2 separate regions of the Mus musculus genome follow, and region 1 is linked to region 2. Evidence: chromatin contacts called from public Hi-C data. All regions are on one chromosome and are shown on one strand. Each heading gives the region's core, a stretch centred on a gene start, on an enhancer-like site or on the middle of the called end of the contact. The rest is flanking DNA. Distances are from core to core; before and after follow the strand shown. Region 1 overlaps Auts2 (autism susceptibility candidate 2). Region 2 overlaps Auts2 (autism susceptibility candidate 2).

Region 1 (7,248 bases), core at 488-2,987, 310 kb before region 2:
TACAGGATATTATCACAGTTTACACTTTAAAATATGAGTTCTAGACTCTTCCATGTGAATAGTCATTATGGATGACTTTATATGGCTGAAACCTGAGAAAAGATAGTCAGAGGTGACAGCAAATATATATGTGTTCTATAACATGAGAAGTTGCTAAATGTCTTTCACAAATTTATAATGTTATGCTTTGATAGAAAATCAGAACTTTTACCTCAATGGGGATGAAAGATTTTTTTTATTCTAGAGCCAAATATGAGTTACCATGGTTTGGGAACACAGGTTTAGATTACCTCAAACTCCATGTTCCAACATCAGTAATTCACAACTGCCTATAACTCCTGCTGCAGGGCATCCCAGTGTCCTGTCTGCCCTTTGCTAACACCTGCACATATGTGTACATACCTACATACAGATATACACATATTAAGGTTATTTTTTTTTTAAAAAAAGCTATTTTAAAGACAAAAATTTAAAGTTTACAGAGCGTGAGGAATGCCATTGAAATTCACTGTGTTCAGCTCCTGGGTGTGTGCTGGGTTGGACTTGTAGCTTCACAGTACCTCCACCTGCATTGTTCCTAACTTGTGATGTCAGCAAGGGGTATTTTCTTCTCCCTCCTGCTACAGAACCTCGACTTCTCAATGCAGAGAAGCAGGACAAGGTTTCTAACCTTTCGTTTTAGAACTCAGAGGATAGTCCCGTGATTGAGTCCCTGTATAATATGGTTTTAAAAAAGCAGAAAATTTGATTTGCTGGGGCCCAGGCATGCAGCTGAAGGTACTGTGGTGTAAGCCAGGGTCCGTGCCCTCAGGGTCTCTAATCAGCCACCAAGGCATGCATTACCACTTCCTGTTTTCCATTCATTATGATAATTCCCTACAAAGTCCCAACCCCACCTCCACCAATTATTTTTGTCTCAACCTTCTAATTACAACATTATATGACCATTCAGCCTGGCACTAATTAAATCATTACTTAATTCACAAAGTGTGTGATAATGCTGATGCTTTTTGTCAGCTGAAATTACAGCATGGTGCCTTGTTTTCTTTACTTTCTGAGGAGACAGGAAGGAGCAGAAAGGTTGTTCCTCTGTCCAAGGCCCCAAACTACCCTTCTAGTAGGTAGATGACCACCGTCTAGACCAGACCCTTTTTTGAAGAATGAAAAGCAATGGGAGGCGTGGCCGTTTGACTAAGCAAGAAAGGGCTCTGTCAAACAGGACTTATTCTGGAGCCAAATATGAATGGGTGTGGATCAGAAGCATTGATTGGTTTTCCCAAATAACAACATTCCAGCGAGGTAGCAATTTCATGAACAAAGGAAGTCATAAAACACCACACTTGGGGGCTGGAGGAAGTTTCTGGTTTATATTGGTCTTGCAAAGATCCCAGGTTCTGTTCTCAGCAGCCGTGTAGGGAGGCTAACAACCACCTGTAACTTAAGCTCTGTGGCAATCCACAGCCTCTGTCCTCCATGGTCATCACTGCTCAGGTCCACCTCCACTGACACCCACGTACACGTAATTTGAAAAATAAGAAATTCTAAAAACATACTTTTCAAACATCGGTGGCAAGCATTCTGTAGGAAAAGCAGGGAAGACTGGGGTCTCACGTGCATTCCAAGCCCTTGGATTTGTCAGTTTGGGTCTCTTTTGTCCACAGCAGAAGGTTTACCCTGTGGTCACAAAGGTGTCAGACACAGACAGAGAGGAGTAACAAACGGCTGTCACAGGGACTAATGACGGCTCAAGATAATTTGGGTCAGGACTTCAGGACGTGCAGCATTCCATCTGTGCCCCTCACGGAAGCTGTAATCAGTTTGTCAGCCTTTGTGGTAAGAGGTTCTTTCCAGGAAGTGTCCTGCTCAAGCGTGTAGCCTTGAGACAAGAAACCAGAGTCTCAACTTTTTCTTGGAAATACATTTTTGAAAAAAAAAATTAAATTTCACAGTCTCCCATTTTCTCCCATATTGTCATGTTGTTCTTCATTTTTTTTTCCTTTTTTTTTTTTTTAACAGACTAAAACGGTAACTTGTCTCTTTTCTTGTTTTTAAAACAGATTTGTTTTCCGCTCAATTAGACTTGTGATCCCAGGAACACAAAGTAGTGTTTTTCCCCTTCTGGAGACAGACACCGTGTGATGGGCAAATTGTCAGGATTAATTATACCAAATGAGGGAATAAGCTCTAACAGAGACCATCTCTCTCCTTGCTGGTGATACTTAAAAAAAAAAAAAGATACAATGAACATCATGCACGTTGATGGCAGGGTGGAACTGACAAGTGGCCCTATGCCATGATTTTTATTTTTAATTGCTAGTCAACTAATTAGCCAGAACAACATGTTATATAATGCACAAAACTGTCGCTCACGCTCTCTCCCATAAAAAAATGAGATATATGGTGTGGAAAAGTTCTTTAAGTGCTAGCCAAGCCTGAGGCGGGGGTAGGACAGGGAATTTAAAACTGTGAGGTCCATGTTCTGATGCCAGGGACTGAGGACGGTCATTGAAACCAGGAGGCTGAAGAGAGTTGAAGAAATCCTAGGTAAATAAGATGTACTTTATTCACCAGCACACAGACAGATGCTGACAAGCACCTAGACACATGCTAACACATACTGTCCACACATAGACACATACACAGGATGCCACACAGACCTTGGTGGGCACACATAGGCCTATACAGACTGGCAAGCAATGGCAGTAGGCTCTGACTTCCAAAGCCGTATTCATATGGAATGCAAACATTAGACAATATAAAACATGAGAATAGCATTTATCCTTAGTACTACATAAAAGGAGTATGGTGGTACCCACCTGCAATCCTGGTACTCAGGGGGTGGAGGTTATTCTTAGGTCCTTACTGAGTTTCAGATTCGCCTGGATCAAGCGACAGCAAAAGAAGTACACCCTTATAGAAACTTCGTTACAGCGTCTAAAATCCACATGTAATTGATTGCTTACTAATCAGCGGTGTTGCTTGTAGACAACAAACACTAAAACATCGGGCACACTGATCGCCACCAACCTTCTTAATTAGTGTTTCTGTGACTGCGAAGAACAATGACCCAAGAAACCTGGGGAGAAAAGGGTTAATTTGGTTTATGCTTCCACATTGTGGTCCATTACTGAAGGATGTCAGGGCAGGAACCCAACCCGGGAAGGAACCTGGAGGCAGGAACCAATATAGAAGCCATGGAGTAGTGTTACTTACTGGCTTGCTCCTCTTGGCTTGTTCAGCCTTCTTAAATAATGAAGAACCAGCAACTCAGACGTTACCACCAACAAACGGCTGGGCCCTTTCCTATCAGTTACTGATTAAGAAAATGCCCTACAGCTTGAATTTCATGGAGCCATTTTCTCAATTGTGGTTCCCACCTTTCAGATGACTCTATCTTGTATCCAGTTGACATAAAACGAGCCAGCACAATTGACCTCTTGTTCATTTGACACAGGAATATATCATTGTTGAGCCTTAACCTTCCTATCCTTATTCATCCACAAGATTACACATGAATATCAAAATTATAATAAAAAAGTTACAAATTTTATAAGTCTCAAAGTCCTTAAAAATTCAAACACTGAAAAAAAGCTCAGTCTCTTAAACATAATCTAAAGACTTAGTAAAGTTCCCTAGTTTGTTTAAAAGTTCAAAGGCTCAACTGTAGGCACCTGAAAAATAAAAAATGAATTAAGTACAGTCTTTCTTCAAGAGAGAAGTACCAGGGCACAGGCACAGTCAAAGCAAAGCAAAACCAAACGCCAGCTGTATAAATAATCCAATGTCTAATATCTGGGATTCACACAGCACCTTCTCCGATCCTCCAATACCCTTGGGTCATTTGTCTGACTCTGCTCTCTACAGCACGCACACCCAGTCTGCCAGGCTCCAGTCATTTCCATGGCACACAGGCTGCTGTCCTTGTTGGTCATCCCTTAGTACTGGCATCTTCAAGATGTTGAGCTATCTTGCTGCAGCTGTGCTGATGCAAAGGCCACGGACGAGTGCTGTTCATTGGCTTGCTCAGTTTTCTTGCTCTTTCTTTCTTATAGAATCCAGGACTAACCAGCCCAGGAATGATACCACCCATAATGTGCTGAGCCCGCCCCCCCCCCCCCACCAATCAGTAATTAAGAAAATGCCCTACTACTTGATCTCTGGAGGCATTTTCCCAATTGAAGTTCCCTCTTTTCAGATAACTCTAGCTTGTGTCAAGTTGATATACCACTAGCCAGCACAGAATTGATGCACTTAGGCAAGATTATGACACTTTAAACTATTTCTTGGATAAAAATGATTCGATCATGGCTTTTTCTGCTCTCTTTTCTTCTTAAATTCTTACCTATGTAACATGGCCATGTTCATGTAATTTCTTTTCTCAACTCGGTTCAGGACATGTATTGGTGGTCATAGTGCTGGGTTTTACACTTGTAATTCGTGATTAAAATGTCTATCAAAACCCTACAGTGGGCAAACACTATTAAAAATCCATCTCAGGGGGAGAGGGGAAAAAAATCCATCTCAGACCTCTGCAGAGTGCTATAAATACCAGAAGAACTATGAATGTTCTAATGAACTAGAGTAGGACTAGTCAAAGCAACCTCTTTATCCAATTTTACATGTAAATGTCTGTTCACCCGTGTCGTGGCTCAGCATCTGTGTACTTTATTAAAAGCTAATCTGCTTCTTGTATGATTATCAACTATTGTTCAAAAGGGAAGCAGATCTCATAGCTGGTTTCCAGTTCTTTGGAGAGCCTCATGCTCCAATAATAATTTTCTTAATATCCTTTCTGCTGTATTCCAGCTACTTTCTGAATAAATTAACTTCTTCCACAAAGGAATGTAAATTGGGTTACCTTGGTCCATTCATTCTGCTTTCAGATCTTTGCTTTAAAGGGATGCATCTTTCACTTCTTCCTAATAACACTTAGGAAAGTCCTGCTCTAGAGCTGGGTGCTAAGCTTGTGATATTCATTATTTTGTCAATTTCTTGAAACAATGCTGTCTTAGCTAGAGTTTAGTGCTGTGAACAGACACCATGACCAAGGCAACTCTTATAAAGAGAACATTTAATTGGGGCTGGCTTGCAGGTTCAGAGGTTCAGTCCATTATCATCAAGGCAGGAGCATGGCAGCATCAGGGCAGGCATGTTGCAGGAAGAACTGAGAGGTCTACATCTTCATCTGAAGGCAGGTAGCAGAATAGACTTTCAGGAAGGTAGGATGAGGGTCTTAAAGCCCACACACACAAGGCCACACCTCCCAACAGTGCCACTCCCTGGGCCACGCATATACGAACCATCATAGTCCCTGACTTTTCCTGTGCTTCCTTCTGTGTCAGTGGCCTTGATGGCCAGGGCTGGATGGATATCCTCACTAGGAACATCTGGCTGGGCTCAAGGCAGGGGAACTCTGAGCCCTGCTGCCCAGTGATCAGGGCTCTGCACCATGGCATCCCTACCCTACATCCTTCAGAACAGCAGAGGTCCAGATCAATATCTGCCACTAGGCAGAGCCAGTGCCATGGGGTCTTGGGAATGCTACTATATATTTAAGCACAATTTCTTTTTCTTATTCATACCGTTTTCTCTTTCACAAATATGTGTATGTGGTGTGCATGAATGTGTGTATGTATTCACATGCATACATGTGGATACATGTAGGTGTGGATGGCCAGGCTTGATGCTGGGTATCTTCCTCAGTCTCTCTCCAGTGTTTCTCCCTTTAATCCTGAGTTCACTGATTCAGGTCATCTTAGACAGCTCACTTCCAGGATGCCCTGTCTCTCTCTCCCTTAAACTTGTATTACAGGTGGCCTACCACAGCCATTTGACATCTAATTGGTCCTGACTTTTAAGAGATAAGCATTGTACCCACTGAACTGTCTCCCAAGCCTTGTTTTTATCTTTCTCGATTATTTTACTTGACTTTTCTGTTTGGATTTGTATCAAAAGCAAGTCTCTCAAACAGGTTTTGTTTTGTTTTGTATTTTTATTTTAATGTAATCTAACATTCTCTTCTTCTTGGGCTCCGTAACATAGTACATTTTTGACTAGCATGAATGGATTCATGCCTTGTTTTTGTTGTTGTTGTTGTTGTTGTTTATTTGTTTGTTTGTTTGTTTGTTTTCCCCAGACAGGGTTTCTCTGTGTAGCCCTGGCTGTCCTGGAACTCACTTTGTAGACCAGGCTGGCCTCAAACTCAGAAATCCACCTGCTTCTGCCTCCCAAGTGCTGGGATTAAAGGCGTGCGCCACCACACCTGGCTCATGCCTTGTTTTTATTTTTAAAATTCATGTGTTTGTTTTGTTATTGGTTTTCCTTGCCTTATTGTTTTGCTTAAAATAGTGGTTTTAGAGTGTCATTTCACCTTCTTCACTGTTTCTGAGTACTGGTGATAGGATTTACAATATGTATTAAACATTTCTATAGTCTATTTTACTTTCACACTAACTTAGTTAAGATGACCCTAGACACATTCAGGGTGGGCTAGCCTTCAGCAGTACTGGCTTAAGTTCTGATAATAGGCACAAACTTTTCGTTTATTTACAGCTTCGTGTCCCACCTTCTATGTTATCATTATTGTATATATTACATCTATATATCCTAAGTTCAACTGTGGATTTGTTTAAACACAAGGATTTAGGGTTTGTGAAATGTCTAGTTAAGTAAAAGTCCTTGCTGCCATTCTTGCAACCTAAATTTGATCCCGTGCACTCGCTTGGTGGAAGCAAAGAACCAGACCCCTCAACTTCCCTTCTGACTTCCCCATGCATTCATTCTGTGACGCAAACCCTCCTCAGTAATACAAGTATAAAAACTAAGACCACTGCCTCAGAGAACATAAAACCATGTGGATGGTTTTGTAACCCTGTGATCACTACATGCTTCCTGGTTTTGTTTTTCTCTTTCTTTATTTCTTTTATCAACATTCTCTCCCTTCATATAATTATTTTTAGATGTTTTGTGCTATGCCATAAATCTATGATTACTGTTTGAAGCAGTTGTCTTTATTTATTTGTTTATTTATTTATTTAAAAAAAGAGAAGTCAAAAGTGAGTCCTATAATTACCTACTTAATTGCTTTTGATATTGTTTATTTCTTCATGTGGATTTAAATTACTGTCAACACTCTAATTAACTTTAATAGTATTTGTAAGGAATTTTTGATGCCAATGCTAAAGAGATGGCTTAGCAGTTAAGAACACATACCGCTCTTATAGAGAGGACCTGAATTTGGTACCTAGA
Region 2 (6,632 bases), core at 1,782-4,281:
CTGTTGGGGATTGATCTGAAAATCTGGTCTGTTGCAGGCCTTTGCTCTCAAGGGAGATTAATATTTTAGCTATTCCTTTTTGTTCAGGGCTTCTAAATGTATTTGGAATGAAAAGAAAGGTTAAAGAGGGGCTCTGGGACGGCTAGCTTCAGAGACTAGATCATTTCATGAAGGGAAATCAATTAAAAAAGGTTGACTGTGAACATCTATCCATTTAGCTTAGCCGCTATTGAATTTTCATGATGGACTTGGACTCTTTGGAGAGAACGAGAGTTAATGGCAATTGTTCCTTCCTCTTCAAAATTTATTATCTGGTTTATTCAATGGAAAACACTCCATCAAACTGGATAGAGGCCTTAGGCCTATTGATACATTTGCCTGTGTGGGGTTGGAATGGAGGGAGGGTTGTCACAGATGTCCGGCCTTTGAAGGAAAATTAAACAAGTATCTCATTACGGAATGCTTCAGTGGTCCCCGGAGGTGGTCACAGACGCAGCGGATTTAATGAGCTGGGAACGCCATCGCTGCCAAAGTTTACCTCGACCCGTCCTTCTGAAGAACTCCTCTATTTAGGGCCACTCAAGCAAAGGAGAAAGACTCCATGCTGCGTCCTCTGCTTTCAACTCTGAGGAAGGGGGATAATGCAGTTTTTGTGCCGCACATCCAGAGGAATTATGTGTGCTAATTTGATTAGGGGAGATTTGATTAACTGGAAAATGAGGGCTTTGCTAAGACTTTCACACGCTTAATTTATCCCTTGCAAAAGCAGACGCAACACTGTGTCATGAAACTCAGAAGGCATATGGGAACAGTATTCAGTGGTTAGGAGGCCTTTCAGACCCAACAATATCGAGGCTTGCCACGGTTCATATTGGGATAATCATTTTAGAGCATTCGCTCTGCCGCAGAATACAAATTGCATTTGGCACTGCCAGTTAAACGGTTCAAAGGATAATGAGATTAATATAGTAGGAAACTTAGCTGAGCAAAAAGCTTTTTTTTCTTTCTCTTTCTTTCTTTTTTTTTTTTTAAACACCATTGCATAACTAGTTTCAAGGGAAACTTGGTTGCTTTTTTTTTTCCACCAAATGACACAATTCAGTACCTTTTGAGGCTCTGTGCACTCAGTAAACATCTTTTGGCATCTCCTTGAACATTGGGTGGATGGGCAGGGAGTTAGCCCATTTCCCTTAAAAGGTAGATGTCAGGGTGGGGAGTGCTTGGATTGGAGCTAGAAGGTCCGGAGGAGAAGTGGTGGCTCTATATGGCATCTTCTGTTTTCTTCTGATGGTGCTTCAGAGATAAAATGGCAAGTTCTAATCTTCCCTCTCATATCCATGGCCATTTGGAAATGGCTGACATCTGACCATCTAACGTTCCTAAGAGGTTTGCTTCACCTATATTTATAATTGTGGGTTGAATGTATGATATTTCCCTCCCCGTGTGTGTGTGTGTGTGTGTGTGTGTGTGTGTGTGTGATGTAGACACAGCTGGCCTAAAACTCACTGTGACCTTGAACTTTTAATCTTCCTGCCAACGCCTTCCAAGGGCTAGAATTGTAGGCAGATGTTCAATACCAGGGTGTCGACGATCAGACTTGTGGTCTCACTCATGCTAGGAAAACACTCTCTCAAGTGAGCCACATCTGCAGTACTTACTAACATAAAAACATGTCAGTGGAGTGGGGAGATGGCTCAGTGGTCAAGGAGTGCTTGCTGCACATGCCTGAGGACCTGGTTCAAATCCCCGGCACCCATAAGGCCAGTGCTGTGTGGCATGGACACAGAAGGATCCCCAAGGCGTGCTGCGAGTAGCCATGCTCTGGTTCTCATGAGCATCAGGTGATAGCAGAACACACATTGTCTGCTTCTAGATTCTGTGCACATGCACAGCAGCCCACGGCCTCACGCACATACGCACATACCAGCACACACACTACACAAACACTCTCCCTCTCTCACACACATAAATAATGGATTAATTAATGAGTATTCAAGATGACTTATCAACTAAAGGCATCAGCCGCCAAAACCAATGACTTTGATCCTTGGAAACCACAGGGTGGAACGAGGGAACCAGCTCTCAAGTCGTACTTTGACCTCCACACATGCATATTCTCTCTCTCTCTCTCTCTCTCTCTCTCTCATTCTCCCTCTCTCTCAACTCTTTTTCCATGCACACACATTTTAAAACTATTCAAAGTAATTTAATTTTTTGATGTTGAAAGGAAGTAGCCAATACCAATCTTTACTAACATCTCAAAAAGATTATTTATTTATCTATTTATTTATTTATTTATTTATTAGTAGAGGACTTAAGAGAACACCTCCATATTGTCTCTAAATAGTCAGGATTCTTTGAGTAGAATCCACTGACGTTCCTACTCTGGGTCTTTCTCTAAACGCCCATTGGTCTAGACAACAGCAAATCCACTGGGCCTTTAAACCTACCCCGCTGGGCCAAACTTACTCACAGCCAACTTGGCCTTTCCTTGCTGTTGGTCTACACAGTACAAGCAACTTCTGAACTCTTCTTTTGCTCTCAGCCCCAGAACTTGGGGCTTTGCCATGGAAATCAGTCAGTCAGTGAAGAGCACAGGCATGGTATGCCGGCTCTTAACGTCCATGGTGGGCTGGGGAGTCTCCTGCCATTCCCAGTAGCTCCCTGCGGCCCAGCAAACCGTGAAAGGAGCCCTGACTGTGGCAGACCACTGGCCTGGTCTGGACAGAGCTTCTTTGTTTCCGCTGGACATCAAGATTTAAGTCTCAATTCTGTTTGTAGATTCCCTTCAGCCCCCTTTCCCCCACTGCCTCCACCCATAGCCCCGTGTCGAGCATCTTCTGACTGCCCGTCTTCAAGTTAGAACAAGGCCCTCCTCCTCTCGCCTGATGGCTTTTCACCACGGTGGTAGATACATTGAGTCAAGCCACACTTTTCTTTGGGAAAGAGGCCCCTGGCTCTTTAAGCAGAGTTGCTAGGTAATCGTTCCACTCGGTTGCATAACCAGAAAGGGATGTGTCAGTCCCGGGCCCCTGCAGACAGAGGAGGGCTTCATTAAAACGCTCGCCTAGACCTAGACAGATGAGCGGTCTCCAGTCGGAGTTCTTTTCCATCTTCCCCATCTGTTCACTGCAGTTTTAATTAAATCTACTGAGATTATTTTTGGCCTTCTCCAAGAACAGAAAGCTAGCCTTGTGCCAGTGTCCACTAGCTTCTCTGCTTTAGTGCCAGCCGCTAATGAGCAGGCACATGGGGTAACCCTGCCCGCACGCTGCCCCCCTCCTCCTGCCAGCCATCATGAGTTGCTAATAGGGTAGGCACCATGAGTGCCAGGTCTAGGCCTCTCCACCTTCCCCACCTCAGCCCCACCTTGGTACGAAGAAGGCCAATTAGTGAGTGATTCCACCAGTGGTTAACTGGCTAATAGAAGTGACAGGCTTCAAATAACCTTCAAGTATGCAGCCCAGTTGCTTGTCTGTCTGATCAGGGCCCTTCTTGCTGGCACCTGACGCTTTCAATACCATAATGGCATTCACACACATTCTTTCTGAATGCTGTCACCTAGCAAGACCTTTCTTCTCTTCCTTTGCTGGGAGGATGCCTGGCAAAGCTATTAAGTCTGTGATGGAGATGACAGCTGACTGCGGGCCTGTCAGTCCCACTTTGGAAGTCAGCACATCCTTATACCCATTAGGAGCACACCATGGGAACCTCAGAAATAACTCACTGTAGTGTACTGTGAGTTTATCTCCCCACCTGCAAGCCTACCACCCAGCCAGCCTTGTAGAGCAGCCTGCTGCACCCCTCAGTAGGGTCAGAGCTGTTTGTGGTGGGTGTGTACCTTTTATTTGTACATGTATGCGCACATATGTACCTTGGCTGTCGTTTCTTAGGGGCTGTCCACATAGCTGCCCTGCTCTTTGAGAAAGGGTTACCTATTGGTTTGGAAATCACCAATTAGGCTAGACTCTCTGTCCAGTGACTCCACCTCTCCCGGCACTGGGATTACAGATCTGTAATAGCACATCCAGCTTTATGATTGCTTATTATTTCAGTGTGTGTGTGTGTGTGTGTGTGTGTGTGTGTGTGTGACATACATGGGTACTGCATGACACGTCTTGAGGTCATTAGGCTTGTGCAGGAAGTACTTTTACCCACCAAGCTGGCTCTGAGTCAATGCTCAGCAGGGTTTTGGTTTGGTTTGGTTTGGTTTTTTTGGAAATGTATTATAGGTATTGAGCACAGGTCTTCATGCCTTCAAAGCAAGCACTTTACAGACTGAGCCATCTCCCCAGCTCCTGATATTTTATTTTTTCAAAGTTCAAACTAGAGACTAATGATTCCTTTAAAGGAAACACAGGCATTCCCAGTTACTGGCCAAGTCAGTGGCTGGTCTCCATTCAGAAGACTCTGGCTCATTGAGTTTCTAAGCTAAGTATGTCGTGTCTTGAAATCCAGATTCCTAACTGTGCTCTCAGGTTTCCAAGGGGAAGTCCAGGCCTGTATTCGTTTCTTTGTCCTTTTATATAGTTTTCTTTTCTTTTTGGTGTGTGTGTTTATAATGAGTGTTTATACATCCATACTGCTACATGGATGATGAGGTCAGAGGACAACTTTCAGGCATCAGTTCTGTGGTTTTGCCTTGTTGCAGCAGGGTCTCTTCCGTTGTTCTGTCCCTGCAGTGCAGACTTGCTGATCTAGGAGCTTTGCAGTGGCTCACCTGTCCTCTTCCTCTCTTCCTGCCATAGCAGCGCCAGAAATACAAATGTGAACCGCCCCATCCAGCTTTTTACATCATCTAACTAGTAATCTTGCCCACCAAGCCATTCCCACAGTGTCAAGTGGGTCCATTTCTTAGGATGGCTTGAGACCAGATCAAATCAAACCAAACGTATTTGGTGGGGCTTGGCAGTGTAATGCTGTGTTTGGCAACCAGATCTAACCCTAGAACATGTGCTAATATTTCACAGGCCTTTTGGGCAGCTTGGAGAATGTTATACTTGATCCCTGAGTGCGCCCAACCAGCAGGGGATTAGAGAGTGACCTTCCCTGGATTCTGCTGTTGAATGGTCCTGTGTTCTCTGCAGGAACACACTAACCAAGTTCAGAAGAAAAAAAAAATCACTGCAATCTTCTGAATGAATAAGGAGAAAAATAGTGTATTGTGTGTTATTTTCTCTCTCTGTGGATCCTCAGATGCTGTCATATTCTGGTTATCCGTCAGGGATATTTTGAGCAGGTGGTGTCCCATAGTCTTGGGTCCCCTATGAATGGTGCAATCTGTGGGGCGCCTGAGATGGTTCCTATTGACTGTCAGCTCCACAGGGTCTCGAATCACCTAGGAGATAAGCCCCCAGATATGCCTGGGAGGGGCTTTCTAGGCTGGGTTCATTGTTGTGGGGAGATCCATCCTGAATTTAGACAACACCATTCTATGGAGTGGGGTCCCAGACTGAATAAAAAGGAGGACATGAATCATGTCTTCCTGACAGTAGATGCGGTGTGACCAAGCACCTCACATTCACCCTGCCATGGCTTTGCCACAGTGGTAGTAGGAGAGACCTCCTCCCTCCTGACAGTGTTTTTGTCTTGTATGTTCAGTAGGCTTGGTCTTATGGAGGCAGTTTCTTTTTCTTTTTCTTTCTTTCTTTTTTTTTTTTTTCTGGTTTTTCGAGACAGGGTTTCTCTGTAAAGCCCTGGAACTCACTTTGTAGACCAGGCGGGCCTCAAACTCAGAAATCCGCCTGCCTCTGCCTCCCAAGTGCTGGGATTAGAGGCAGTTTCTAAATGGAGGTTCAGTCCTCTCAAGTGACTTCAGCCTGTGTAGTGTTGACCTAAAACTATCCAGCACAACTCATAACTATAAAACTCACTATGTTGCCAAGGCCTGGAACCCCTGCTCTTCTGTCTCCATCTTCCAGATGCTAGTCTTACAGATGTAGGCCATCACACCAGGCTCCTCCATTATCCTTTAAAGCTATTGTAAATCCTTCTTGGTCTAGGACTGTGAGTGAAGGTACACCATAGCATCCACTGCTAAATTAATAAATTGAGAAACTGGGAGTGTAGCCCAGTTGGAAGGGTGCTTCCCTGGTGTTCATAAAGCCTTGGGTTCCTTCTCCAGCACTGCATCAACGGTACATGATGGGACACACCTGTATTCCCAGCACTGAGACAGGAGAGACTACAAGATGAGACGTTCAAGGTTATCCATAGCTGTATAGCAATTGTGAGGCCAGCCTGACATGAACCCGTGTCTCAAAAGTGAAAAAACAAAACAAATTAACAACAAAAACTCACACAATTGATGTTGGAACTTTAAGCTGAGAACCAAGGTTGATTAACCATCCATGTACAGTCATGGCTGTGTTACTAAATTTAAGACAGTCTGTGCTTTTGGCTTTGGGGACTATAAAACACAAGCACTCTTGTTTTTCCTTCCTCCAATCATTAAAGACATGGAAAAAAAGCTTCCTAAATCATGATTTGTACTTTTTCCCTTCTATGGCAAGCTAATAAAATATTTTTGCTCATATATAAGGCTCTCAATAACCCCAGTCCCTTGTAGGACCTGGAAACAATTTACAGCACGATATCCTAGAATATCAGAACAAAGCAAAACAAAAAAGACC

Evidence for each region. Hi-C and Micro-C count contacts between places; a contact is called where the count stands out from the background.
Region 1: a contact with region 2 is called in a Hi-C map of the N1E-115 cell line, with 1.9 times the contacts expected there. The contact joins two enhancer-like sites.

Annotation. Positions count from the first base shown.
Region 1 is chr5:131,950,805-131,958,052 of GRCm38.p6, reverse strand. The region is part of intron 4 of Auts2 (autism susceptibility candidate 2); the gene reads left to right. Among named protein-coding and RNA genes, the nearest start is that of 4930563F08Rik, 74 kb to the right of the region's middle. Within about 2 kb of position 1,737, at least 18 of the 459 cell types and tissues checked have an H3K27ac peak or open chromatin away from gene starts, as enhancers often do. A contact at or near this core is called in the N1E-115 cell line, where this site is marked.
Region 2 is chr5:131,639,925-131,646,556 of GRCm38.p6, reverse strand. All of the region lies in intron 5 of Auts2 (autism susceptibility candidate 2), which reads left to right. Among named protein-coding and RNA genes, the nearest start is that of Gm29681, 230 kb to the right of the region's middle. Within about 2 kb of position 3,031, at least 72 of the 459 cell types and tissues checked have an H3K27ac peak or open chromatin away from gene starts, as enhancers often do. A contact at or near this core is called in the N1E-115 cell line, where this site is marked.